Linked DNA regions of Zea mays: regions 1 and 3 are each linked to region 2. A link is a contact called in public Hi-C data. All regions are on one chromosome and are shown on one strand. Each heading gives the region's core, a stretch centred on a gene start, on an enhancer-like site or on the middle of the called end of the contact. The rest is flanking DNA. Distances are from core to core; before and after follow the strand shown.

Evidence for each region. Hi-C and Micro-C count contacts between places; a contact is called where the count stands out from the background.
Region 1: a Hi-C map of ear shows a contact between it and region 2, with 2.1 times the contacts expected there. The contact joins the promoter of LOC103638329 here to the promoter of LOC100383380 in region 2. A contact is called at or near these places in 2 of 25 Hi-C or Micro-C datasets (ear and tassel).
Region 3: a contact with region 2 is called in a Hi-C map of ear, with 2.3 times the contacts expected there. The contact joins the enhancer-like site here to the promoter of LOC100383380 in region 2. A contact is called at or near these places in 2 of 25 Hi-C or Micro-C datasets (ear and leaf).

What each region holds. Positions count from the first base shown.
Region 1 is chr9:47,329,671-47,333,288 of Zm-B73-REFERENCE-NAM-5.0, forward strand. LOC103638329 (sodium/hydrogen exchanger 4) reads left to right here and starts at 1,504. Exons shown (of 14, transcript XM_008661274.3): 1 at 1,504-1,866; 2 at 1,957-2,075; 3 at 2,184-2,281; 4 at 2,454-2,513; 5 at 2,597-2,643; 6 at 2,715-2,909; 7 at 2,993-3,039; 8 at 3,127-3,193; 9 at 3,274-3,374; 10 at 3,508-3,609. The coding sequence starts at 1,684.
Region 2 is chr9:46,708,267-46,712,000 of Zm-B73-REFERENCE-NAM-5.0, forward strand. LOC100383380 reads right to left here and starts at 2,201. Exons shown (of 3, transcript NM_001176035.1): 1 at 1,411-2,201; 2 at 1,272-1,334. The coding sequence starts at 1,636. The coding sequence ends at 1,273.
Region 3 is chr9:46,088,158-46,091,654 of Zm-B73-REFERENCE-NAM-5.0, forward strand. It overlaps the pseudogene LOC103639920. Among protein-coding and RNA genes, the nearest start is that of LOC103638318, 7.6 kb to the left of the region's middle. Within about 2 kb of position 1,839, at least 3 of the 20 cell types and tissues checked have an H3K27ac peak or open chromatin away from gene starts, as enhancers often do. A contact at or near this core is called in ear, where this site is marked.

The DNA of each region.
Region 1 (3,618 bases), core at 254-2,753, 620 kb after region 2:
TCCGGCACACCGGACAAGGAACAGTGCATGTCCGGTGTGCACCGGACACCCAGGCGGGCCCACAAGTCAGAAGCTCCAACGGTCAGAATCCAACGGCAGTGATGACGTGGCAGGGGCACCGGACTGTCCGGTGTGCACCGGACTGTCCGGTGCGCCATCGCGCAGACAGCCTCCACCAACGGTCAAGTTGGTGGTTGGGGCTATAAATACCCCAACCACCCCACCATTCATTGCATCCAAGTTTTCCACTCCCCAACTACTACAAGAGCTCTAGCATTCAATTCTAGACACACCAAATAGATCAAATCCTCTCCAAATTCCACACAACGCCATAGTGACTAGAGAGAGTGATTTGCTTGTGTTCTTTTGAGCTCTTGCGCTTGGATCGCTTTCTTTCTTTCTCACTTGTTCTTGTGATCAACACTCATTTGTAACCAAGGCAAGAGGCACCAATTGTGTGGTGGCCCTTGCGGGGAAGTTTTGTTCCCGTGTGATTAAGAAGAGAAAGCTCACTCGATCCGTGGATCGTTTGAGAGAGGGAAGGGTTGAAAGAGACCCGGCCTTTGTGGCCTCCTCAACGGGGAGTAGGTTTGCAAGAACCGAACCTCGGTAAAACAAATCTCCGTGTCTCACTTGCTTATTCGCTTGGGATTTGTTTTGCGCCCTCTCTCGCGAACTCGTTTCTTCATTACTAACGCTAACCCGGCTTGTAGTTGTGTGTATATTTGTAAATTTCAGTTTCGCCCTATTCACCCCCCTCTAGGCGACTATCATTTACTGTCCATGAAATGCTTTGACTCCTATTGAGGTAATGTGCACTTTGATTTATATGCTATTTAAAGTCCCACCTTTGTTCCAATCCAAGAAATTATGTAATTCCTGTCAAGATAATGTTCAGGATAACATTATGTAAGTTTCTGATGTTGTAATTTGAGTTGCTATCTAATTTAAGATATATATAATTCAACTGTTCAAATATAACGTTTATAGAACTCGCGCGAAGCGCGAGCAAAGTACTAGTTTTATAATAATGTGTAATCGAAGAAAAGAATAGGAATAAATGAAGCTTATATTTCGTTTCATAATTGTTTTCAACCTTCTCTCTACGTTTTACCTCTTTCTCATAAAAGAATCAAGAAAGAAGGAAGGGATCATATTATTTTAATTGTGTTGCTTTATTTTAGTTCTTTATAGAAATCTTAATTAATATATTTTTAGTATCAGGTCAGACTAGAGAATAAGATCTTAGTCTTCAGTACTATTTGAATGGCATTATAGGTCAACAGATATTACAAAACTCTTTTCTGCTGTAGTGTTAAAAATAGAGACAGTTTCAGGATGAAACAGACTTTACTCTAAAATGATATATCGCCGTTTCGTTAATTAAGGAAAACATAAAACAACTTAGAAAAAAGAGTGATTGTCAGTGTCAGTCTTTAAAAGATTCAGAGCTCATCTTGAGCGGTCCCCTGGAGCAGCCCCGAGGAGTCCTCCCACAGACGTGGCTCCTGGGATCATGTACCACGCAGGCACGGTGCCAAGGTCCATCACGCGTGCCGCCGTGACGTGCACTGCTGTTTCCAAGGCACCCCCCTGGCCCCTGGCTACGCGCCAAAATCGTCCCTCACACGGCGGCAGCAAAAACAGAGGACACGGGTGCGAGAGACATGCGACAGAGAATCCATGGCGGCGGCGGCGTGGTGGGAGACGCTGGTGGTGGCAGCGGCGGCGGATGGAACCGGTGGGAGCAGCACCACGGTGGTGTCCATCTGCATGTTCACGACGGTGCTGTGCCTGTGCCTCGTCGCGGGCCACCTCCTCGAGGAGAACAAGTGGGTCAATGAGTCCATCACCGCCCTCGTCATCGTACGAATCCAATCCCCGCCAAATTTTCACTGATAATAAGTAGTATTTCATTGTCAACAACAACTATTTTCTACGATTTTCTTTTGCCAGGGGTGCATCATAGGAGTGATCGTATTTCTGCTGACCAAGGGGAAGCACTCACACATCCTGCGGTTCGATGAGCAGCTCTTCTTCATCTACGTGCTTCCACCGATAATCTTCAACGCCGGGTATGCATGCTTGGTCCACTTGCAAGGTAGTATTTGTAATGGCGTGACTGAGAGCTTCGATCAGATGCCTACTCGAGTGTTCTGGATATGACTGTTGTTTGCCTACAGGTTTCAGGTCAAGAAAAAGCAGTTCTTCCACAACTTCATGACCATCATGTCCTTCGGCGTGTTCGGCGTTTTCATCTCAGGTGCAATAGTTTCGGCAGGTAGGTTTTTACTGATTCGTTAGCTCTTTGTTCATATCGATGGTATATATTCATCTATTATTCTGTATACAGTTCAATATTGCAACTAGTAAAACCTAGGCTCATTCGCAATGCACAACTTCCTCACCATTGGTGACTGACAATGACATGTACTTCGTCTGGTTAATATCAGGCTGCTATTGGCTCTTCCCGAAAGTCGGGTTTGGAGAACTTGGTGCGGTAGATTATTTAGGTTTGTCTTCCTTTATTTGTGTCACTCATAGACTGCTCTCTGTCCTGTCATGAAATTTGTACTGATCTCATGTCCATCTGCAGCACTGGGAGCCATATTTTCTTCAACAGACACCGTGTGCACGTTGCAGGTCTGCTGCATTCTGAATCCTTAACACTTTGTCCCACTTCCATCTGCTTAACACACGGAGCTGAAACGCAGGTCATAAACCAAGATGAGACACCAAGGCTGTACAGCCTGGTGTTTGGAGAAGGAGTTGTCAACGATGCAACGGCGGTCGTTCTTTTCAATGCCATCAAGGATCTCGATATCAGTCGGCTCAAGGGTGGGGTTGTGCTAAAAGTGATATTTGACTTCCTCTATCTCTTTGCAACCAGCACTGTCCTCGGAATCTCAGTAAGAACTGTTTTTTTCTTCCATATATATGCATTAGTGCCATTTCTTTGTACACCCTTAACTCTTTACCGCAAATTTGTCAGATCGGTCTAGTAACTGCATATGTTCTCAAAGCTCTGTATTTTGGTAGGTGAGTAATCGTTGTTACCGATCGGTTTAGTTTGTGTTCATCTGCTACTCTTTTATCTTTCAAATCTCTTCCCCATATTTTGTTCAGGCATTCGACCGATAGAGAGGTTGCCTTGATGGCTCTCATGGCCTATCTATCGTATATGCTGGCAGAGGTAAGATTACCAAATTTTATCTCCTAGTACTTACATTATGCACTTCCACAATTCATCCCAAGATGCTGCATGTTCTGCAGTTGCTAGAGCTGAGTGGAATTTTGACCGTGTTCTTTTGCGGCATTGTCATGTCCCATTATGCATGGCACAACGTGACAGAGAGCTCAAGGATTACAACAAAGTGAGCTCAATAATCAATGTCCAAACATTTCTTAAGAATCGAATGCTGTGTTCGATTGGTCTATTCGGATCCATTCTCAGCAATGTTTATGCTGTTGCGAAGTCATCCTTGATTCTTATGGATGTGTCTGCAGGCATATATTTGCAACATTATCTTTCATTGCCGAGACATTCATCTTCCTTTACGTCGGTATGGATGCTCTTGACATTGATAAGTGGAGGACATCAAAGGAAAGGTGAGCAAA
Region 2 (3,734 bases), core at 951-3,450:
AATGTTTATGTTTTCAATTAATAAAAATAGATATATAAACAAGTTGAATAATTTTTTAATAGATTAAATTTTGCCAAATGCTTGATACATTCATATTAGAACATTTATTTTTGTTTAGATTAATATGCAAAATTTAATTCTATGGATTTATTTATTTGTGTGGAAGCCTTTTTATAAAATATAATGAGTTGCTAAAATAATTTTTTTTTCTTGTTAATAATATTTCTAATTTTTATCCAATTTTTAATATATATATTATTTTGGTTTTATAAAAGAAAAATAAAAAAATAAAAAAATAAAAAAGAGAAAAGTAAATCATCGCAGCCTCATCCTTTCTCTTGGCCTAGCCTGCCCATGTTTTGGCCCAGCGTGCGCCCACCCGCCTCTCTCTCAATCTCTGTGATATGTGAGGCCCACCTGTCAGATGCTCCTTCCTCCTCCCACCGCTTAAACGCCATGCCACGTCTCATGGCCGCTCGCCTGCTACCTTCCTCGGCTGCTACTAGAGATGGCAATGGGTACCCGCGACCCGATACCCGATGGGTATTTACTCCATTAGGGTATGTATGTGGGCTAAATATTCTACCCGTGGGTCTGTTATTGGGCAAAAATCTCCACCCAATGGGTAAACGGGTATTAAAACGTTCCGCCTTCACACATACCCATTAACCCGTGGGTATAAAATACCAATATAAACTTATCTGAAGCATGAACTTGGACTTTAGTCATCCAACTTTTTTACTATTTAACAACAATTTAATGACCATGTAATCGAATATGTAATGTGCTATGTAGTACTATCATAGTGTTACTACTTTATTCAATTATCTTTGGTGTGTGTTGAATGGATGGTTAAATGATGCTAGAAAATTTTGTAATGGTATTTATATGGATATACTTGCCATTTGTATAGTATAATTTTTTGATAGTTGTTTAATTTTTGTGGGTACGGGTGACCCGATGGGTGACCCATACCCACATGGGTATGGGTATGGGGATAAATACATACCCGCTAGTGTATATGGGTGACCCGGTGGGGTATTTTTGTGTCGTGGGTATGGGTATGGGGTAGTAATACCCGGTGGGTATTTACCCATTGCCATCTCTAGCTGCTACCTTCGCGCACATGTTATGGCTTAGTGGAGCACCGCCGACAGTTGCGGAGGACGCCAGAAAATTTAGGTGTTGCTAACGCAACGAAAACTAAAAATTTATGACACAGTTTAAAATAACTTGTAGCTATAAAATAAGTAATAAGTGTTGAAAAATACCTTATTTAGTAGTCATCTTGATTACAATCCATTTACAACCAAATACCATATAGCGAATAAAATCTGGGAAAAAGAAAAAAATGAGTTAGCAATAGCAAATTAAAGTAAAAATTGTTGAACAAGTGAAATAAGAATATACGTTTAGTTGTGTCTAGTTCTAGAAGATCTAGACAATTGCATTTGTCTAGTTTTCTTATCTTCGACTTGACCATTAACATTTTCACCATTGGTATCTTCACTATTATTCTCTTGAATTCCAACTTGTATTCCGGTTCATTGCAAACTCCACTAGCGCGAGTGCTTAGTCTACTTCCACTAGAAGCTTGACTAAAATAGCTCTTTAAATCTGTCATTTTACGAAGCATATAACATGTATTAGAGAATTAGAAGATGTTACAACAGCCAACAGGGAGTGTTCACATAATATAGAGATACTTTTTGGGCCATATTCTTTGCCTTGTTTTTGTTTGTATCCAAGACTGCTATTTAGAAATTGGAAAATCTGCACCTTGAAAAATCTAATACATTAGACACGCACAATCAAATACTCACGCACTACCTTTGACCTTTCTATGCTCACAAGTCTCACAAGTCACAATCAGACAACTAGAAACACAGAAGCACGAAGCAAGCAGACAACTAGAAGCACTAAGCAAGCAGCCAAGCAAACAACTAGACAAGCAGACGTGCGGCCAAGCAGGAAGCAGCGGCAGGCGGCAGCCGTGCGGTGCGGGTCGACGCCTCGGCGGGACCAAGCGGCAAGCAGCCTGCAGCCGGCCGCCGGGCGGGACAAGACAATCAGACAAGCAGATCAGCGAAGCGCCGGAGCGGACAGCTGGAGCGCCGAGCGTGCCGAGGCTCCGAGCGGCTGGAGCGCCGCCAGGAGCGGTCTGCAGCCGAGCGGGCGAGCGGTTGGAGGCTGGAGGCCTGGAGGAATGAGCGCCGGCAGGAGTGCGGGACGTCGGGACGCGCCTGTGCGGCTGTGCGGGACGAACCCTAATCTCTATTCTCTTAGTGGGCCGACCCAAGGTATTGCCCAGGCAATACTGGACCATACTGGGCCCTCCGCCCCTGACCGCCGATGTTGTTACCTCCACCAAGCACCACGACCTCTTCTCCTCCCACGACATTAACTCCGTCGATTATGGGTGGGCATTCAATCCATTTGGGTGATTTTGTTCGGTCTATTCGTTTTTTTTGAAATTTTGGGTTCTAAAAAATAAGGCTCAAAATTTTCAAAATAATTTTAGGGATTGGACTCGAATTCAGTCTATCCGGTCCACCGAATAGACCAAATTATAGATAGATTAGTTACTTTTGTTAAAATATATGAAATGAATAATTAGATAAAAGTACTAATTTACAACAAGTTGTGAAGCATCTAGGCCTCTAAGTAGTGTTTTGGTAATTAATGACAACGATATATGGACTAACGATTCTCAGAGAAATAATAATATAGGTTGGACCACATAAACATGAGCTTTATTGAAAGTATTGGAGACTTCAACATTTGTTGTGGAACGAATACATGCAAAGGTATTGTGTAGGATTTTACTTTTGCCGGCGACAAGATGTTTAGAGAAGGCAATTGACCGGGTTAGTAGGCTAGATAGCTGAAATATCAAAAGGGTTCAATGACAATTTTATGCGTGAAACTTAGTGTCTCATAGGACATATAGATGTTGCATGTGCATGGGGACTAACATATAACCGATTACGCATCCTAGACGCGAGGCGGTGGCCCTGTTTTCATGCTATTTTGTATACATATTTATGCCAACGTCAATAGGTTTTTACGATATATATTTCAGTTCATAGCTCTGCTTCCGTCTATTTGCCTGTTTATGATATTTCTATTCACATTTTACGCAAATGATTTGTTGATTTTATGTATTATCTCGTTTACTTAATCCAGTGTGTATTAGGTTCCTAGTATTTACGCCATATGTATAAGATATATTTACAATGCACACATTTACGCAACGAAATAGAAATTTAGAAAAAATAGCTGCTCTAAGAAATGAGTAGGGATGGATCCGGATATTTATTCGGATGTCAAATTTTTGGTCTTGTTTCTTCGATTGCGAACAAATAACATATAGAATTTGCTATGTAAATTTATATTCTTGTTTTTAGCATTGAGACTGTTAATCTTCATAAAAAATGAACATTAAATTCATTATATATCTTTTTAAATAATTGATATAAAATTCGAATGTCTATTCAAATACAAATTCAGATGTTTTTTTCACCTTTTTTATTGTAGGGAGAAAATAATGTACATAAAAAATTATATAAAAATTTATTTAAATACTACATAATATTCTTAATAACAGTGCCAAAAATCAGCTTTAAATTCTATGTATATCTATGCTAAAATATTAGATTTGTGATACAAGTCGGATGTTTTAGGAACATCCCTAGAAATGAGGTCATTTGCCATGATTCCATAAATCTCGCGTA
Region 3 (3,497 bases), core at 589-3,088, 620 kb before region 2:
TTAAGGATTAAAACACTCTCAATTCCCCTCAATCCATATGGATTGGGGTAGAACCGAACAAGCCCTTATGGGTTTCTAAACAAATCTTGTAGAGTTTGCTAACAAATTCGTTGCTCAACAAATTGATAATCGACAAAATGCAACGCGAGCTTGGGAGAAAAGATTAGAATATAACTTTAAATAAGACGACCCAACCAAGTCATCCTGCAAGGACACAATCGAGCACGCTGTTATATGCTACTTGTTATATTCTGCCGTGCCGAGAAGGCTAGCCACCGATGCTTGTGCTCGATCGCGTATTAAGCTCCTCGCCTCGACCTATATGATGCCATGGCATTAGCATATCGGCCTCAGTGTCAAGGTGCCACCGCTAGCAACCTCAACGTACACCCACCAACCAGATAAGGCTATGGCGTCCAACAACAACAACAACAAAGTAGCTTCGTCTCACAGTCCAATGGCGTCCGGCGGCACACAAAGCCACACCCAGTCCCAACCTGGGGCTGGGGCTGGGGCTGGGGACGGGGCTAAACCTTCTTCAAGTTCCATGGAATACCAGCTGAGGCAGTACCTTCTGCTGCTGGCCAGTCTGGTTGCTACGGTGACGTACGGCGCCGGGCTAAACCTGCCGGGAGGAGCCTGGCAGGTAAACGACGGGCAGCACCACGCGGGCGACTCGATCCTCCAGGACGCGCACCGCCACCGCTACCTCATCTTCTACTACTGCAACGCCACCGCGTTCGCCGCGTCGCTCGTGGTCAGCGTCCTCCTCCTGGTCCTGGACGGCAAGAACACGGGCTGGTGGGAGGCTCTGCTGCGGGTGGTCATGGTTCTCGACCTGCTCGGCCTCATGGGTGCCTACGCCGCCGGGAGCTGCCGGGACAAGTTCACGACCATCTACTCGGCGCTGCTGGTCTGCGCTGTCTTCGCCTACGTCGTAGCCGCTTTCTGCTGGTACCTCGGCGTGCTGGCGCTGCCGCGCAAGAAGCATAGGGATGATCATAACACTGCAAAAAATAATGACACTAGTGCCGCCAATGTGCATGGCTATGAACGCGAAGAACTGGATGAGGTCCTGATGCTGCTCGCCACCTTCGCAGTCACCATCACGTACGTTGCAGGGCTGAATCCGCCTGGCGGCTTTTGGGGCGACACCAAGGATGGGCACCAGATGAGCGACCCTGTCCTGCAGGAGAACTACTCCAGACGCTACTGGGCGTTCTACGTCTGCAACACCACCGCGTTCGTCGCGTCCCTGCTCATCATCATCCTCGTCGTCGACAAGAAGCTCACCGCCAAGCTCTCCGTACGCTTCGTGGCTCACGGCGCTCCTGGGCCTCATGGGGGCTTACGCCGCTGGGAGCTGCAGGGAGGTCCACGAAAGCACCTACGTCATCTGCCTGAACGCCGGAGTTCTTGCCTACATCTTCCTCCAGGTGGCCGTCGCCGTCACAGTGAAGAATCGCTGCAGATGCTTACAAACTGTATACGATTATGCTTCGAAATGTCTGCTAGGAGTAAAGGGTTGGTGCTTTGACAGACCGCAGGACCACCATCCAGATCCACAGATCAGCAGCGACAGGTGAGTGTGTGTGTTTAATTTCCAGAACAACACAAGTAAGGAGTCACCAGTTGCAATTTAGGACTAACTCTTTGTTATGTTTTTTTGCTTGCAAAGTGCAACTACTACATGCAGGGACCAAAAACACGAAGACGAAGCGGTGGAAGTGGAAAAGGCTCGGTCTCTTGTCATGCTTCTTGCGACCCTTGTCGTGAGCATTACATACCAAGCAGGACTGGACCCACCAGGCGGTCTCTGGCCCGACACTCGAGACGGCCACAGGAACGGTGACCCGATACTCCTGACGACACAACCCACCCGGTACAAGGTGTTCTTCTACAGCAACTCGGCAGCCTTCGTGGCGTCCCTCATCGTCATCCTGATGGTCCAGAGCAGATTCCTGCTGAAGCGCCACACGCTGGAGGCGGCCATGATACTGGACCTGTTCGGCCTGATCAGCGCGTACGCTGCAGGGAGCTGCAGGGACAAGACGACCTCCATCTACGTGGTTGCCCTGGCAGGGGTCGTCCTGGTCTACGTGGTCATCCACATCGTCTTCTTCACGCTGGACCACAAGGACAACCACCGGGACAAGGAGAAGCTGGAGACCAGGCGCGAGGTGCTGCTCCTCCTCGCCATCCTGGCCGCGACGCTCACCTACCAGGCTGGGCTGACGCCGCCGGGGGGCTTCTGGCCGGAGAACGACGGCGCCCGCGGGCACCGCGCGGGCTACCCGGTCCTCCACGACAACTACTGCCCCCGCTACAGTGCCTTCTTCTACTGCAACGCGGCGAGCTTCATGGCGTCGGTGGCTCTCATTGTTCTGCTCGTCAACCCCAACCAGGGCCGGTCCTGAGATTTCATGGACCCGGAGCGAAACAAAAAAAAATTGGGGCCTTTAAGGCTATATATATATATATATATATATATATATATATATATATATATATATATATATATATATATATATATATATATATTCATTTTTTTCTAAGTACATAAAAAAATTTTGAATGATAAAAGTCTCTAATATATCAAAATAACTTCAAATCTTTGTATATATTATCTTAAAAATTTCTTCTAACATTTCTTGATGTAAATTCATTGATAATAGTGTTGCTATCAACCTCGTTTAATATTTTTTTCTCAATACATAAAGTAGCCAACCCGTTGAGTCGATATTGAGACATTGTTGACCTTAAATAGTTCTTCAACAATTTTAACTTTGAAAAACTTCTCTTAGCCGATGCCACAGTCACTCACAGGCACAGTAAATAATATCCGATAAGCGATTGAAATATTTGGATATGAATCCATTTGGTTAGTTAAACAACAGTTTTGGTTAGTTAAACAATTAAAAAAAGATTTATTGTAACTTTAACAGACCAAATCCAACACATAAGACTATATATACATGTACACTACTTGGGGGCCCTTTTAAAATCGGAGGCCCGGTGCGGCCGCTCCACTTGCCCCCCTCCAGGACCGGCCCTGACCCCAACCTGTACAGGCCAGGGATACGGTGCTACGCGCTGTACGTGTGCATGGTGGCCGGCATGTTTGGCCTCATGGGAGCCTATGCCGCTGGGAGCTCCAGGGATGTGCGCACCTCCATCTATGTGTTGACATTGGTGGCTGCGGTGTTTGCATTTGTAGCCATGGAGGTATTCATTTTCTGGATCCGCCCCTACTTCCATCTATGTGTTGACGACATTGGTGGCTCCGGTGTTTGCAACATCTGTAGTAGAAGAAAGAATACAACATTAGAAGAGTCGCCGCCCTCTGACTCTAGATCATCAAGAGAAAAGAACGGAGGTGCAGGACGCTGCGAGAAACAGGCAACTAAAACGTCGGTGGAAAAAGCACAGCAGCAAAAAGAGGACTCTGACAAGAACAAGCGTGAATACTTGATGCTGCTAGGTGTCCTTGCAGCGAG